2 separate regions of the Mus musculus genome follow, and region 2 is linked to region 1. Evidence: chromatin contacts called from public promoter capture Hi-C data. All regions are on one chromosome and are shown on one strand. Each heading gives the region's core, a stretch centred on a gene start, on an enhancer-like site or on the middle of the called end of the contact. The rest is flanking DNA. Distances are from core to core; before and after follow the strand shown. Region 1 holds the start of Armh2 (armadillo-like helical domain containing 2). Region 2 holds the start of 4932702P03Rik (RIKEN cDNA 4932702P03 gene).

The links. Promoter capture Hi-C pulls out the DNA fragments that hold promoters and counts their contacts.
Region 2: a contact with region 1 is called in a promoter capture Hi-C map of liver, with 2.7 times the contacts expected there. The contact joins the promoter of 4932702P03Rik here to the promoter of Armh2 in region 1. A contact is called at or near these places in 6 of 39 promoter capture datasets (the 3T3-L1 cell line, 3T3-L1-derived adipocytes, the C10 cell line and 3 more), 7 of 484 Hi-C or Micro-C datasets (CD8 T cells, bone marrow-derived DN2 thymocytes, embryonic fibroblasts and 4 more) and 2 of 9 other capture datasets (adipose tissue and liver).

The regions. Positions count from the first base shown.
Region 1 is chr13:24,738,522-24,745,717 of GRCm38.p6, reverse strand. It overlaps Armh2 (armadillo-like helical domain containing 2), which reads right to left and starts at 4,497. Exons shown (of 2, transcript NM_001370932.1): 1 at 4,158-4,497. The coding sequence starts at 4,443.
Region 2 is chr13:24,903,800-24,910,372 of GRCm38.p6, reverse strand. 4932702P03Rik (RIKEN cDNA 4932702P03 gene) reads right to left here and starts at 4,773. Exons shown (of 3, transcript NR_045182.1): 1 at 4,665-4,773; 2 at 1-3. It overlaps Aldh5a1 (aldhehyde dehydrogenase family 5, subfamily A1), which reads left to right. Exons shown (of 10, transcript NM_172532.3): 10 at 1-2,794.

The DNA of each region.
Region 1 (7,196 bases), core at 3,248-5,747:
CTGGGATTAAAGGTGTGTGTCACCACACTGGGCTCTTAACTAAATAGCTTTAAAATTTTTGCAATCAGGTTTCTCTCTGGCCTGGAGCTCTACAAATAGACTGCTAGCCTGACTGGTTGGCAACCCACCTGTCTTCACTTCTCCTGTGCAGAGATTACATCCGGCTTTCTATGTGGGTTCTAGTGCTCAAATGCATGTTGTCATGTTTACAAGGTAAGCACCTAACTGGGGGAGCTCTCTCTCTCCAGCCTCCATTTTCTCTGTTGTTTTTAGGATTGAATTCAAGACCTCGTCGCCACACTCCCCAGACCCAGGTCATATTCTGTTAACCGTAGGTGACATTTTACATGTGTTAACTTTTCCTGTGTGGCTGTGGACATTGGGAACTTGATGAGGAGTCATGCGGGATGCTTGGGAATGTCACTGCCTGCAGAGGCCCCCCTGTTTCTGTTATGTGGACTGAGAGTGGAATATACGCAGGTGGTATAATCTGGCTTTCTTTACTAAGCAGAATTCTGTCTTTATACTGGAGGAAAGTCTGTAGACTTGAGCCTATCAGAGCACAGAGGAAGTGTAAAGGCTGAGCAGACACACCTCGGCTGCCCTGGGGGAAAGAAAGGGTTTGGAAGTCACTAATGGCTGAGAGCTTCTTGGACATTTTTTACTCCCAACTATTTCCCAGACCCAAGACCAATGTTTCCATAGAAGATTTTTCTTCCTTTGGCCATCGACCCAGCCTGGTCCTAGATTCTATGGGTTCTTTTGTTTTTGTTTTTGTTTTTCTTTTGAGACATGGTTTCTCTGTGTAGCCCTGGCTATCCTGGACCTCACTTTGTAGGCCAGCCAGGCTGGCCTCCAACTCAGACATCTGCCTGCCTTTGCCACCAGAGTGTCAAAGTGTGCACTACCACTGCCTGGCAGATTCTGCCCAGGATCTTTTCTAGTTCCAGTTCAAATTCCAACAAGGCACTAACTAAAATGTACACAGGATAGAGTACTTTGGAGTCGATTCTAGCCATTAGAGCTCTGTTCTTAGATTTCTCTAACTTGCTAAGAGTATTGCATTTGATGTTAACGCTTTAGTGGAAGCTGCATATAAACCCTTGCTTCCCACCAGCCTAGCTAAGACTAATCCCAAGCGAAAACATTTCTGGCCCTCTTCCCTCAGAAATTGAACATAGCTATGCAGGGAGCTGAGCCTTCCCTCTTCATGAGATGCATAGCAGAAACCATTCCTCCACAGGGCTGGGGACAATTTCTGAGGTTCCTGACTCTAGCTTTGGCTATTCAGTGGATGAGGGTGAGGGTGAGGAGTTCTATATTTCCCCTCATGGATATCATTATTTGAAGATTTGGCCCCTCAAGCTACATCTAAGTAATTTATTTTCCCACTTAAAATTAAAACACTCAGACCTAGCTAGAAAGTTTTCTTGTAAAGGAAGGGTCTCGTGTAGTCCAGGTGGGCCTCTAAATCTGTTTGTTGGTGATTGGTTCCAATGCTTTGATTCAATCGGGAACCTGGGTGTCCAAATGCTAAAGGTCCTTGTTCTCAATTAGTTTTTGATTGATCAATAAAGATACCATTGGCTAATGGCTGGACAAAGGGAGATGGGGTGGGAGCCTGAGAGTTCTGAGGGCTAGGACACAGGCGAAGAAGGATGAGATTCAGGAGCTGCAGGGGAGAGAGGTGGGGGGAGAGGGGACGGGGGAGATAGGGAAGGAGGGAGGGAGGGAGGGAGGGAGGGAGGGAGGGAGGGAGGGAGGGAGGGAGGGAGGGAGGGGGGAGAGAGAGAGAGAGAGAGAGAGAGAGAGAGAGAGAGAGAGAGAGAGAGAGAGAGAGAGAGAGGGAGAGGGAGGGAGGGAGAGGGAGAGAGAGAGAGAGATCCATTCATAAATCCAAAGAGTTCCTAGGCCTGTGGCTGGAGACGCAGGGCCCGCCGGGAACACAAAACTCTATAGCACAAACTCACCGCTACAGGTGTTGTCAAGGATGACCTTAAACTTTGGATCTTTCTACCTCTATCTGGGACTAGAGCTGGTCCTGGGGATTAAATCCAAGGTCTCATGCATGCTAGGCAAGTACTCTGCTATTCCCAACCTCAGATCATATCACTGTTGGCTCTTCTTGCCAACTCAAGCAGCAGAGAAGGTTTTGTAAGCTTTGTAAACCCTCAAGGCAGGAAAGTGGCCAGGCCCTTGACTGAGAGCTTCTGCAGCCAGGTCCTGCCCCGCTCCAGATGCCCCTAAAGGCACTAATGGTCATTTTCTATGGGTGTTACTATCATTTTCCAGTCCCAAGGCGAGAGAGTACCCAGACCCCAACATCTTATATGGAAAAAAAAATCCCACTAATCCTTGAATAGGAAGACCCACCAATCCTTGAGCTCCCCCAAGCTCAGGACTTGAAATCTGACCAATCCTCGCCCTGGAAATCTCCACCTGGAAAGCTCCGCTGCTCCCCTCCTCCCTCCCCGCCCGGAGAAATCCTGTATAAGCCCTGCCTATTTGGCTTCCTGCTGTCTTCTCCCTGGAGCAGGGGCAGCTGCTCTTGAATTCTGGTCTCCTGATATAACCTCTTTCCTTTGCTCCCTGGTGTGAGTCATCTGCAGAAGCCAAGAAACCAAGAAGTGGAGCCCGACTGAGGCTCCTGGGCTCCTGGGCTCCTGGGCTCCTGAGCTCCTGAGCCTCAGCTGGGAGTACCCTCCCCTGGGGGCTATAAAGCCAGAGCAGTGAAACAGTTGTTACACTGTCACACTGTAGCAGTCCAGCTTAGTCTGGGATATCCTTAGGGCCGCAAGGCTTCCTTTCAGAGGGCGTGGTTCCTGGGCTCTTCTGTCTCAGGATACCTTTCCATTGGGACATTGTCCCACCTCAGAGCTATGTGGCGTTTTGGTCTCCGGTGCCTCAGGATATCTTCCATTCTAGCAGGATGCCAACAATTATTTTATTAAAAGATGATCATAAGGATTAAATACTACGAATTAAGGTAGAAGTCCACCACGATAGGATAGCCTCTGGGCTTGGGGCAATATGGAAGACTCCTCTTAGCAGGGCTTCTCTTTCTCTGACCTTGTCTGGGGAAGCCTACACTACACATATGCATGTCACATAACCTCAGTTTATGTGATGGGTTTCCTTTCTCCTGATAAAACCTGTTGAGCCAGCCCGAGATTCCCGAAATGCTTCGCTATGCTAATGAGGCTTTCCCGGGACCCTGACCCCCAGTCTTTGTTCATCCTCGGACCCCCAAAACTTTATAAGCCTTGAGTAACCCTAAGTAAAGTTGATCTGCCTACTGACATCTGGTCCCAGCGTGGTCTTTTATCTTAGGTACTCACAGGGCTTTCAAACACCCGTTCAACATCTCTGCTCCCTGTGCCTTGAGGACTATATAGGAGGGTGGGGAGATCAAAGACACTTTTTCTATGTAATGCTTTGTCTTATTTGAACAAAGGGTTTGAGACAAGTCTTTTTTTTTCTTTTCTCTCTCTCTCTCTCTTTCTTTCTTTCTTTCTTTCTTTCTTTCTTTCTTTCTTTCTTTTTTTCTTATTTTTCTGTAGCCTTGGCTGACCTTGTGTAGACCAGGTTATCCTCAGACCTGCAGAAACTTTTCTGCTTCTTCTTCCCAAGCTGGGAAATACAGATGTGTACTACCACATCTGGCTTTGTGAATATATATGTGTACCACCATGCCTGGCTGTGTGATAACAGTTGTGTAACGCCACTCCTGGCCCTGTGATTATAGATGCACAGTGCCATGCCTGTCTGTCTGTTTACTTTACAAACTATAACAAGAAAATATTTGGTACTTATATATGTCATCAAAATTCTATCACAAAGCTAGGCATGGTAGTGCATGCCTTTAGTCTCAGCATGGGGGAAGCAGAAGCAGCCAGATCTCTGAGTTCAAGGCCATCCTAGCCTACAGCAGGAGCTACAGGACAGCCAGGGCCACACAGAGAAACCCTGTCTCGAAAAAGAAACAAAACAAAACAAAACAAAACAATTACATCTTGATGATGATGGTGATGATGATGGTGGTGGTGGTGGTGGTGATGATGATAAACAACACTAATAATCCCCACTAAACTGCTGGGCTCTAACTAGCAGAAGCAGACTGAAGCACCTATAGTGTTAGCACAGTGGTGAAGCAGTACCTGTGAAAGACAGTAGTCCGATTTTCTGGGCAGCCTGAGCTCTCTTATCAAGGGATAGTCTTTTATTCTTCAGGATGCTGCCAAGCTCCAGAATCTTTTCTCTGTGAAAAATGTAGTCGGCCGTGGAGGTTGGCACCTCTTCCTTTTGCGGTGAAGCAAAAAACCGTCTCTTCACCTTATTATCCCAGAAACTTCTGAGGCTCTCCGACAGGGTTCTGAAGAGTTGACATGTCTGACTGCAAATACTGCAAATCCGTCCACAAATACCCCAATTCTCATAGGACATTGGTGCTCCTGTGTGTAGGCGAGGCTGGAGTTCAGTCAGTAGCACTGGAGCACTGCCCCGCAAGGAGATAGAACGGAATTTAGGGCACTGCCTGGCAACCTGGTAGAACAAAAAGAACAGAGGGGCCAGAAGCAATAAACACGAGGTTCCTAGCCTGGCATTCCAGGCCCCGTAGGACTAGAACAAAAGCCACCTGAGCGTCTCTGGGACCCCAACACATAGCTCACAACTGTCTTATGCTGGCTCACTGGGGACTTTCTTCTCCTTGATCTGCCCACTAGCTTCTGAGTGGCTTTTTCTGAAACCTGCAAGGCTTGTTTTTGTTTACATCGTAGATTTCCCGTTTTGATGACAGAGCTGAAGCCATCAAGAGAATCATCTGTCCCTTCCGTTGTATCTACCCACCTGTCTGCCCATGTCTTCTTTCCTTCTGTGCCTGTGGTGGTAGCTAACTTCTCCCAATCCCCTAAAAGACACTACTCCTCTATTCTTCCCTTAGTACATCGCCAACTAGATCCCCTAAGGTGTATATACAAGGATCTGGGCTTTAAGTCAAGTCTTTCAGCTGGGTGTGGTGGTATCCACCTATCATTCAAGCATTTGGGAAGCTTCTGCAACAGGCCTTTGAGTACGATGATGCTAACTTGGGCCATATATAGCAAGATCCTGTCCCAAAAAGCCAAAACAACTCCTTTCTTTTCTCCTCTCTCTCTCTCTTTCTCTTTCTTCCTCTCTTTCTCTCTTTCTTTCTTTCAAAGAATTATTTATTCATTTTATGTACACGAGTACACTGTAGCTGTCTTCAGACACACCAGAAGAGGGCACCAGATCTCATTACAGATGGTGATGAGCCACCATGTGGTTGCTGGGAGTTGAACTCAGGACCTCTGGAAGAGCAGTCAGTGCTGTTAACCGCTGAGCCGTCTCTCCAGCCCCCAAACCACTCTTGATTCTGTGTATTCCATCTTTCCTCTGGATAGATCAGCTGAGCTCACACGGCAGCTTTAAATAACGGCTACATCCTGAACACTCAATTTCATGTGTTTAGATTGTCTTCAGACCGGACATTGCCATTTGACTATAATGATCTTAAATTCCCAAGCTCAAGTGATTCTCCGGTATCAGCCTCCCAGTTAAGTCAGCTGGGACCATAAGTGTACAGCACTGCATCAGGGTCACACAAGGACATACTCTCTCAGCCCCTATCAAACACACACACGCACACACACACACACACACACACACACACACACACAGGCGCACACACAGGCGCACACGCACACACACAGGCGCACACGCACACACACAAACGCACATTTGGAGACAAGGTCTCTACAAGTGTGGCTGTGAGTTGGGGTTATACACAGGAATGTGCAGGCACTGGCCAGAAGTAGATTTGGAACCCTAGGCAAGTTCCATCTTTTTTTTTTTTTAAACTAAAAGATTTGTCTCGTTTTCCGTTTTTATGTGTATAAGCTTTGCCAGTATGTATGTCTAAATACCACATGTATGCCTTCTGACTTGGAAGTTGGAAGAGGGCATTGGATTCCCTGCAGTTATAGATTGATTATGGGCTGCCATGGACGTCTATAGAGTGAACCAGGGTCCTTCGCAAGAACATGGAGTTTTCTTAAGCACTGAGCAATCTCTCCGGCCCCTAAAGATTTTTTTTTTCTTTTTGGTTACACTCTGCCGGCACCCACAGGTACGCTCACATAAACCTCACCCCATACCTATACCACATACTGCAAAAGTAGTGAGTCTGAAGCAGACTTAACTAACTGAAACCTTGTCTCAAAACACACACTCCAAATCCCCAACTCCAATATATACAAATACTTAGAGGCAAGGTGTATGTCCTAGTGTAATTGAACTTGATGTAGTGGATATGTGTGTGTGTGTGTGTGTGTGTGTGTGTGTGTATGTGTCCATACATGAGTACAAGTGCTTTCAAAGGCCAAAAGAGGACACTGGATTCCCCTGAAGCTAAACTTTACAGATGGTTGTGAGTTGTCTGACTTGGGTGAACTGGGGCCCTCTGGAAGGTAGCAAGTTCTCTTAATTACTGAGCTATTTCTACAGCTTAACCCCTGAGACCTTGATTTCACTGTCTTAGTAAATCAGGCACTGTGATTATGCTCTGATGCTCAGTTGTGTGTGGGGTGTGTGTGTGTGTGTGTGTGTGTGTGTGTGTGTATGTATGTGTGGTTTTGTTTATTTGTTGAGACAGAGTCTCACTCTGTAGCCTTGGGTGGCCTGGGAGTTGCTATGCAGACAGGCAGGCCTTGAATGCATAGAGATCTGCTTATCCACTTGCCTCAGCCTCTCGCAGTTCTATCATCTATCAATCAATCTATAAATCTATCAATCTATCAATCTATCTATCTATCTATCTATCTATCTATCTATCTATCTATCTATCTATCTATCTATCTATCATCTGTTTCATCCTTGAAATCACTCTGTAGACCAGGCTCAAATTCACAAAGATCCACCTGCCTCTGTCTCCCAAGTGGTGGGACTAAAGATAAAAGACACCGCACTCTGCCACAATTTTATAATGTTTTAGTAGGACTTCTCACCTGAATTTCAGACTCATATTCATTCAAAAACTTTATCTTTGGATATAAGCTTTATCATGTCTAAAATAGCTCCTGGGTTTTTTCCTTCTTGCTGTAGGGGTTTCTGTAGATATTCTATCTTTTCAGTTTCTTGTTCAGGCTAAATATGAACTCATCCTAAGCCCGTTTTCT
Region 2 (6,573 bases), core at 3,524-6,023, 160 kb before region 1:
AGCCTGGAAGGGAAAAAAAATGCTTCACAAAATGGTGGAAATGCAGCTCAACTCCAGGAACCATTTTGATTACAAGCAGTACCTCGCTGCCCCCTCCTTGAACTCAGGAGGTGACTTCGTGGAGGAAAGAAACCAGGTGCCTCCTTGTTCACCTGAATAAGTCTGACCCAGGCTTTCTGTGCCAGGGTGTGGCCACTGCTAACCCTGCAGAAGAGCAAATACATTTTAACCACTGTGAAAAATTATTCCCACAATTGCCAGTCTGCTGTGGGCGAGAGCTGAAGCCATGAATCTCAGGCACCTTTGTCCTAGGAAAAGCATTTATGCTTCGTGATTCAAAAACAAAGCACCACACACAGGGACCTGCAAGATAGCTTGGTGGGTAAAGGCTTTGCTGGACAAGCCTGGTGACCTGAGACCTGAGTTCTATCCCTGGAACCTACAGAAAGACAGAGAGAACCAACGTGACAGTGTTGACCTCTGACCTCCACAAATGCACCAGAGGCATGCACTCCCATAAATTCAAAACACATACACACACACACACATACCCCAAACACTGAAACTCCCCGAAACTGGTGTTGATCTCCCTTTGAAACAATTTAAGTAAGGAAAATCTAGGTCCTTGTAGACATGGCTCCCATCTACCTAGAAGCTGTTTATCCCCAATAGGCAACAAAGGAGTTCTCTGCTCCATGCCCATCTGTGCAGAGAGCCCACTGGCATACTCTGTGGATGTTCTGTGAGACATCTACAGGAATGATAGCAGAGCTAGCTGCGGTGGTTCCTAAACACTAAGTCCCAAGTCACTGGGAACTTCAAATAAGGACGTCATGGTTCTTAAGGTCCCTGAGCATAAGAATAAAGTAGAAGTCTTCATCCTAGGGACCCCACCCAAGTGGCAAGAGTCACAACTCAGGATGTTCATGGTCTGTTTATTCTATTCTTCTGTATAGTTGGTTTCTACCACATTTTCTAATTAAAATTTTTAAATTTTATGGACATGGCATTTTGCCTCTATGTATATCTGTGCACCACATGTGTGCTGGTTCCCTCAAGAGGCCAGAAAAGGGCATTGCATCACCTAGAAATGGAGTTATAGATGGTTGTAGTCCACCTTGTGAGTTTGGGGAGGCAAATCCTAGCTGGTCCTCTGAAGAAAGGCAGCCAAATCTTAACTTCTGAGCCACCTTGCCAACTCCGACATTTCTAATTTCTTAAGATTTGTGCCCATCTTTTTTTTTCAATTAAGAATACAAATGCCTTGCTGGCATTTTGTAGAAAATGAATACACTCACTGAATGTGAACTCATTCCAAATACACGTTAAACAGTGTCAACCAGCAGGTTCCTGGACTGTGCGGCAAGTTTGTACTTTTTGTGTGTGCATGTTTGATTTACTGGGTAGATCACTGGCCCACACATTTGTTACAATAAATGTAATCAATTTTTGTGATTAAAATAATGGGGATGGGTATCAGAGGTAAAGTATATCATTAGCATACTGGAGATGATGGGATTAGTCATCACCAAAACGTTAACATGAAAGAACATCTTACTTAGAAAAATGCTTTTGGGTTATGGGAAGACGAGTTTGGCTTTTGATATTGTTTTTAAACAGGATCTCCTGTTAGCCTTAAACTCCTGGGCTCGGATGATCCTTAGCTTCCCAGATATCTGTAACAATAAGCATGTTGTCACCAAATCAGCTAAGAGTCGATTTTTTTTTATTATTATTTTTAAGGGTTTTTGAGTTTGGGCCTCATGTAGTTCAGGCTCACCTGGGAACTCTCCTGCTCCACTTCCTGTGTTGGAGTCACGCCTGCGACCATGCCCAGCTAAGGAGTGTTTTTCGATGAACCTTTGTTACTGTTCCATAAGATATGTAACAGGTGGGAGTTTTTGAAGATGTCTATACAGTTATGTAAGAACAAGGCTTAATGAACCACAACCTGTGAGCCAGATCTGACCTGCCACCTGATTTTGTATAACTCATGAGTTTAAAGTGTTTTCATATGTCCCAATGGATTGGGTGGGTTAGAACAGTTGTTTCCTGAAACCTGTGAGTGAGCAGCCTCAGTGCCCCATGCCTGAGTAGCTGTGTTGTGACAGTATGGCCTACAGAGCCTAAAGGACTTGCTACAAAGCTGCTAAAAAAGGTTTACAGCCCTTATCTATACCAATCGAAAGACACTGGCTTCCCCTGCTTATGAGGCATTATTTTATTCTATTAAACACCTTCTGTGAAAAGGGCACATTTTCTGAGCCTTTGTTATTAGGGCTTCTTGGCAGTAATTATCAACTCAAATGATACTAGCCTGATACTAATCCTGTCTCCCAGGTAGTGGGGCTCACTGAAAGTGTCAAGAGTTCATCTGTGTTTTACATCTGAGGGCCTTTAAGCAGGGCCCCAAAGCAAGTGCTTGGTTCTTCTTTCGGTATCTTTGCTCTTCTGGGACTTGGGGGAGAATAAAGATCAGACACACAATGTAGACAAGCCTATTTTGTGATGTGATGACCTTCAAATTGGATCCCGTGGCTTGTCCTCTCTGAAGGCCGGAGCCCAGTGTTTTAGTTACCCCTGTGCAGCTACTTCAAAACAGAATTTTACTTGAATACTTAATACTGTGACTGTTTCATGCCATACTTTGTGAGACAAATCTCATGAGTTGTTGAGAAATATATATTGCTCTATAAACATGTACACATTGCTTCATTTTTCTAGTGTGTGACATTGTGTGATCAACAGAGTTGAATCTAATAAATGTTTAACAGGATTTCTTATTTCTGGGTTAAAGTGAGTGGCTGTGTTGGTTTTGCCCTTTTTACACCAGATCATTGTTGACAGCTTTTTTTTTTTGAATCGTTTGAGTTTTGAGTGGGTAGTGTTAGATCAATGTGGATATAAAATTATACTTCCTCACCAACAGTGCCCGATCAGTGAGGACCTCGTCCTGGGAGCTAAGCTAATAGCACTGGCACTTCAGCAACACCACGTGGTCCAGACCTGTGTCTTAGTTTCAGGGATGGGCAGCTGCCCAAGGTCATGCCCCAGCTCTCTCCAGTCTGTCTTCTACACACTCCACAGTTAGCCACTTTCTCCAGTCTTTTATTTTTACAGAGAAGTATGAGAAAGGCATTTTCTGAGCCCCTGGTATCCAGATACGATCCTGGAATACGAATGTGAACACTTGTCTGAGTGCATTTTCGGTTGCTAATAACACAATACCACAGCTTGGGTAAGTTGTATTGTTTTAGCTCATGGCTCTGATACAAGGTCAAGGCAATGGCCTTGCTAGCAGAATCCCTAGGCGGTATAGAGCATAATATGCAAAAGACCTAAGCAAACTGGCCTTTACAATAGAGTCACTCCTAAAGCTCCATTGAATTCCTAAGTGGTTGCATGGTGAAGGCAAAGCCTTAGTCAGCTATGAAAAGGTCCTGTATGACCCCGCCTCCTGGGCCTACAGGTGGCCCGTTCCTCGTGGGAGTTCCCCCACTAGGTGCCCCCCCCCCAACCCTCTGAGGGGCTTAGTCACCTTATGACACCAGTAAAATTGGATTAGGACCCAGCCTGACGGCTTCATTTTGAACCACTCCTAAAGGGCTCATCTCTTCCTACATTCTAGAATTTGGGGGTTAGGAGATCAACGTACAGATTTTGCCCCCAGGGTCCCCTGTGCCCGGGGGAAACCGGCTGTCTTCAAATTTAGACTTGGAATGTTGACACGAGCTTTCCCTCCCCATCCCCAACTCCCAGAGAGTTCATTTAAGGAGCAACAGCAGTGGGAACTCCAGGCAGAGCCTTGACCAGGGTTGAGCAGAGACCAGGACGAGAGGGCAAGCTCCCAGGCCTCAAGGCTCAGAGTTCCTCGCAGGTCCCAGCTGGACATGATGAAGGCAGGAGGGTGATACTGCTTCACAAATCAAGACAGAAAGGGTTGGCTGTGGGCTTCAAGTACTACCTCAATATGGAGCCTGCAGCCTTCGCTCCCAGACCTGATGGTTTCGCCCCTGCAGAATGCACAGGGAACCGCCTCTGAGTGGCAACTGACAGAGGCGCAGACAGCCCCACCTTTACTCTGCTCTGTGGCTACTAAGCTCCTAGTGGGGCTTTCTTCCCAGAGCGCCACAAAAAAAGAGGACCCTGGGTGATTCCCCCAGCGCTGCTCAGAGGGCCTCCTCCAACCCCTGGCTTGCTGATGAGTTCAGAAAGATTCAGTTGATGAGGGTTACAATAGTCCCGAGGACAGAGGCCAAGCCCAATCCCGAGGAACCGGAAGCACAGCCAGACTCTGGCATGTCCATACCAGGGGCACTTTCCTTTACATGTTGGGCGGTCCACAGACCTCTGCTCTCCGGGGAGTCACTTCAGCAATGGGAAAGCAGAACGCGGGAGCGCTAGAAGCCTCTTCCTCTAAGAAAAAACGAAGTGTGTTCTGGGGCAAGGGAGAAAGCTGACCTAGAAAAGGAAAGGGCGGGGGGGGGGGGGGCATACATAGTTAGACCTTTGAGAACATTTTTTAAAGTTTTTGTTTTCATGACAAAAAAAAAATGTGTTTTTTTTTTGTCATGCTATCATCACTATCTATCAGCTATCTATCACCGGTCACAATACCTGAGATTTGATGAATTTACAAGAAGGAAGGGTCTATTTTGACTCACCGGTCTAGTCCACCGTTGTGAGCAGCTTACTTTGGGACCGGGCCCAGAATGAGCATCAACAGAGCTGGGCTGAGGAAAACGGCTCCCACGGCGGGTGGAGAAGCAGAGCGAGGAAGGCACGCACCCAGTGAGGTCACTTCCTTCCACCGGACCCCACTTCTTAAAGCTTCCAGTGTGTTCCAGCAGTGGCGGGGTTTGGGGATCAAGTCTTCCCACACATTGGTCTTTCTGGGACATTTTAGATCCAAACAGTGGCCGAAAGTCATTGTCATTGGGCTGGTGTGTATTTGGCTCATCTCCCTTTCAAAAACTCAGTAAAATAAAGAACTCTTGCAAGACCGTAATGATCAAGGAGACTTTTAATTCACAGACCTGAGGAGTAGCACTCTGGGTCTCAGAACGGGACCTCCACAATTTACCCCAACAAAATTGCTAATAGACTGATGGAGACAACTTCGTGGTGGAAGAGATCCAAGAATGAATACATCCAGCATCAATTCTACAAAACTAGAAACTTCAAGGACGTCTGGTAATGTGGTTTAAGGGAAGGTGTGTCTATGAAGGGTCGCACAGAATCGTTTAGGGTGACGTATTCATTAGCTCAGTTAGAGCGGCGGCTCCAGGGCATGGACATATTCATCACATTATACTTAGTATGTGTAGTTTATTCTAAGTGAATTATACCCCAATATACTTTTTAAAAAATTACTTTTCCTGCAGTGCTATGAACTGAATTTAGGTTCTCACACACGTAGGTAAATTCCTAGTTGTAAATTGGTTTTTGTTTGTTTGTTTGTTTTATAAATACTGTCAGGGCTGTGCTACAGTGTCTCAAAATACAGTGGGGAGAGAGAGAGAGAGAGAGAGAGAGAGAGAGAGAGAGAGAGAGAGAGAAAGGAAGGGAAGGAAGGAAGGAAGGAAGGAAGGAAGGAAGGAAGGAAGGAAGAAAGAAAGAAAGAAAGAAAGAAAGAAAGAAAGAAAGAAAGAAAGAAAGAAAGAAAGAAAGAAAGAAAGAAAGAGAGAGAGAAAGTTAGTTTGCAGCAGGGACAGAATGTCCTTTAATATTGATAGAAAGCCACTGAGCTGAGACTGGTCAATTCAAGCTGACTGTCCTCAAGAAGGACCCGTGAGTTTCAGAAATTGTATTTGTTTTCCCAATATAGATACAGCAAATAATAGTTTTAGTCTTTGTTCATTTGGGGTGTGTGTGGTGTGTGTGTGTGTGTGTGTGTGTGTGTGTGTGTGTGTGGTTTTGTTTTGATTTGAGACAGGCTCTTTCTACGGAGCCTGACTGTTCTAGAACTTACTATGTAGACCAGGTTGGCCTTGAACTCACAGAAATCTGCCTGCCTCTGTCTGCTCAATGCTGGGATCAAAGGAGTATGCCATTATACCTGGCTAAGTGTTTTAGTCTTTGCAGACAACCCCTATTACAGTCCATTTAAAACCTTTTTGTGGGCTGGAGAGATGGCTCAGTGGCTATGAGCACTGACTGCTCTTGCAGAGGTCCTGAGTTCAATTTCCAGCAATGGTGGCTCATTACACATAGTGGTGGCTCACAACCATCTGTAAAGGGGATCTGGTGCCCTCATCTGGCGTATCTGAAGACTGTGACAGTGGACTCACATACATGAAATAAATAAAACTGAAAAAAAAAAAGTCTTTTTGTAAGATAAGAGCAGCCATGGGGTCATTCATACATAAACACATGAATGATCATGGTCCAAAAACTTTTTACAGACACAAAATTTGAAATTCATATTAGGCATGTGATCAAAACATTTCAATTTTTTTCCCAACCATATAAATCCTAAAACCTGGAGCTGGAGATATAATTCAGGGGTAGAGCCTACCATACACCAGACTCCAGGCTTCTGTCTCCAATACTGAGGGAGAAAAAAGAAAAAAG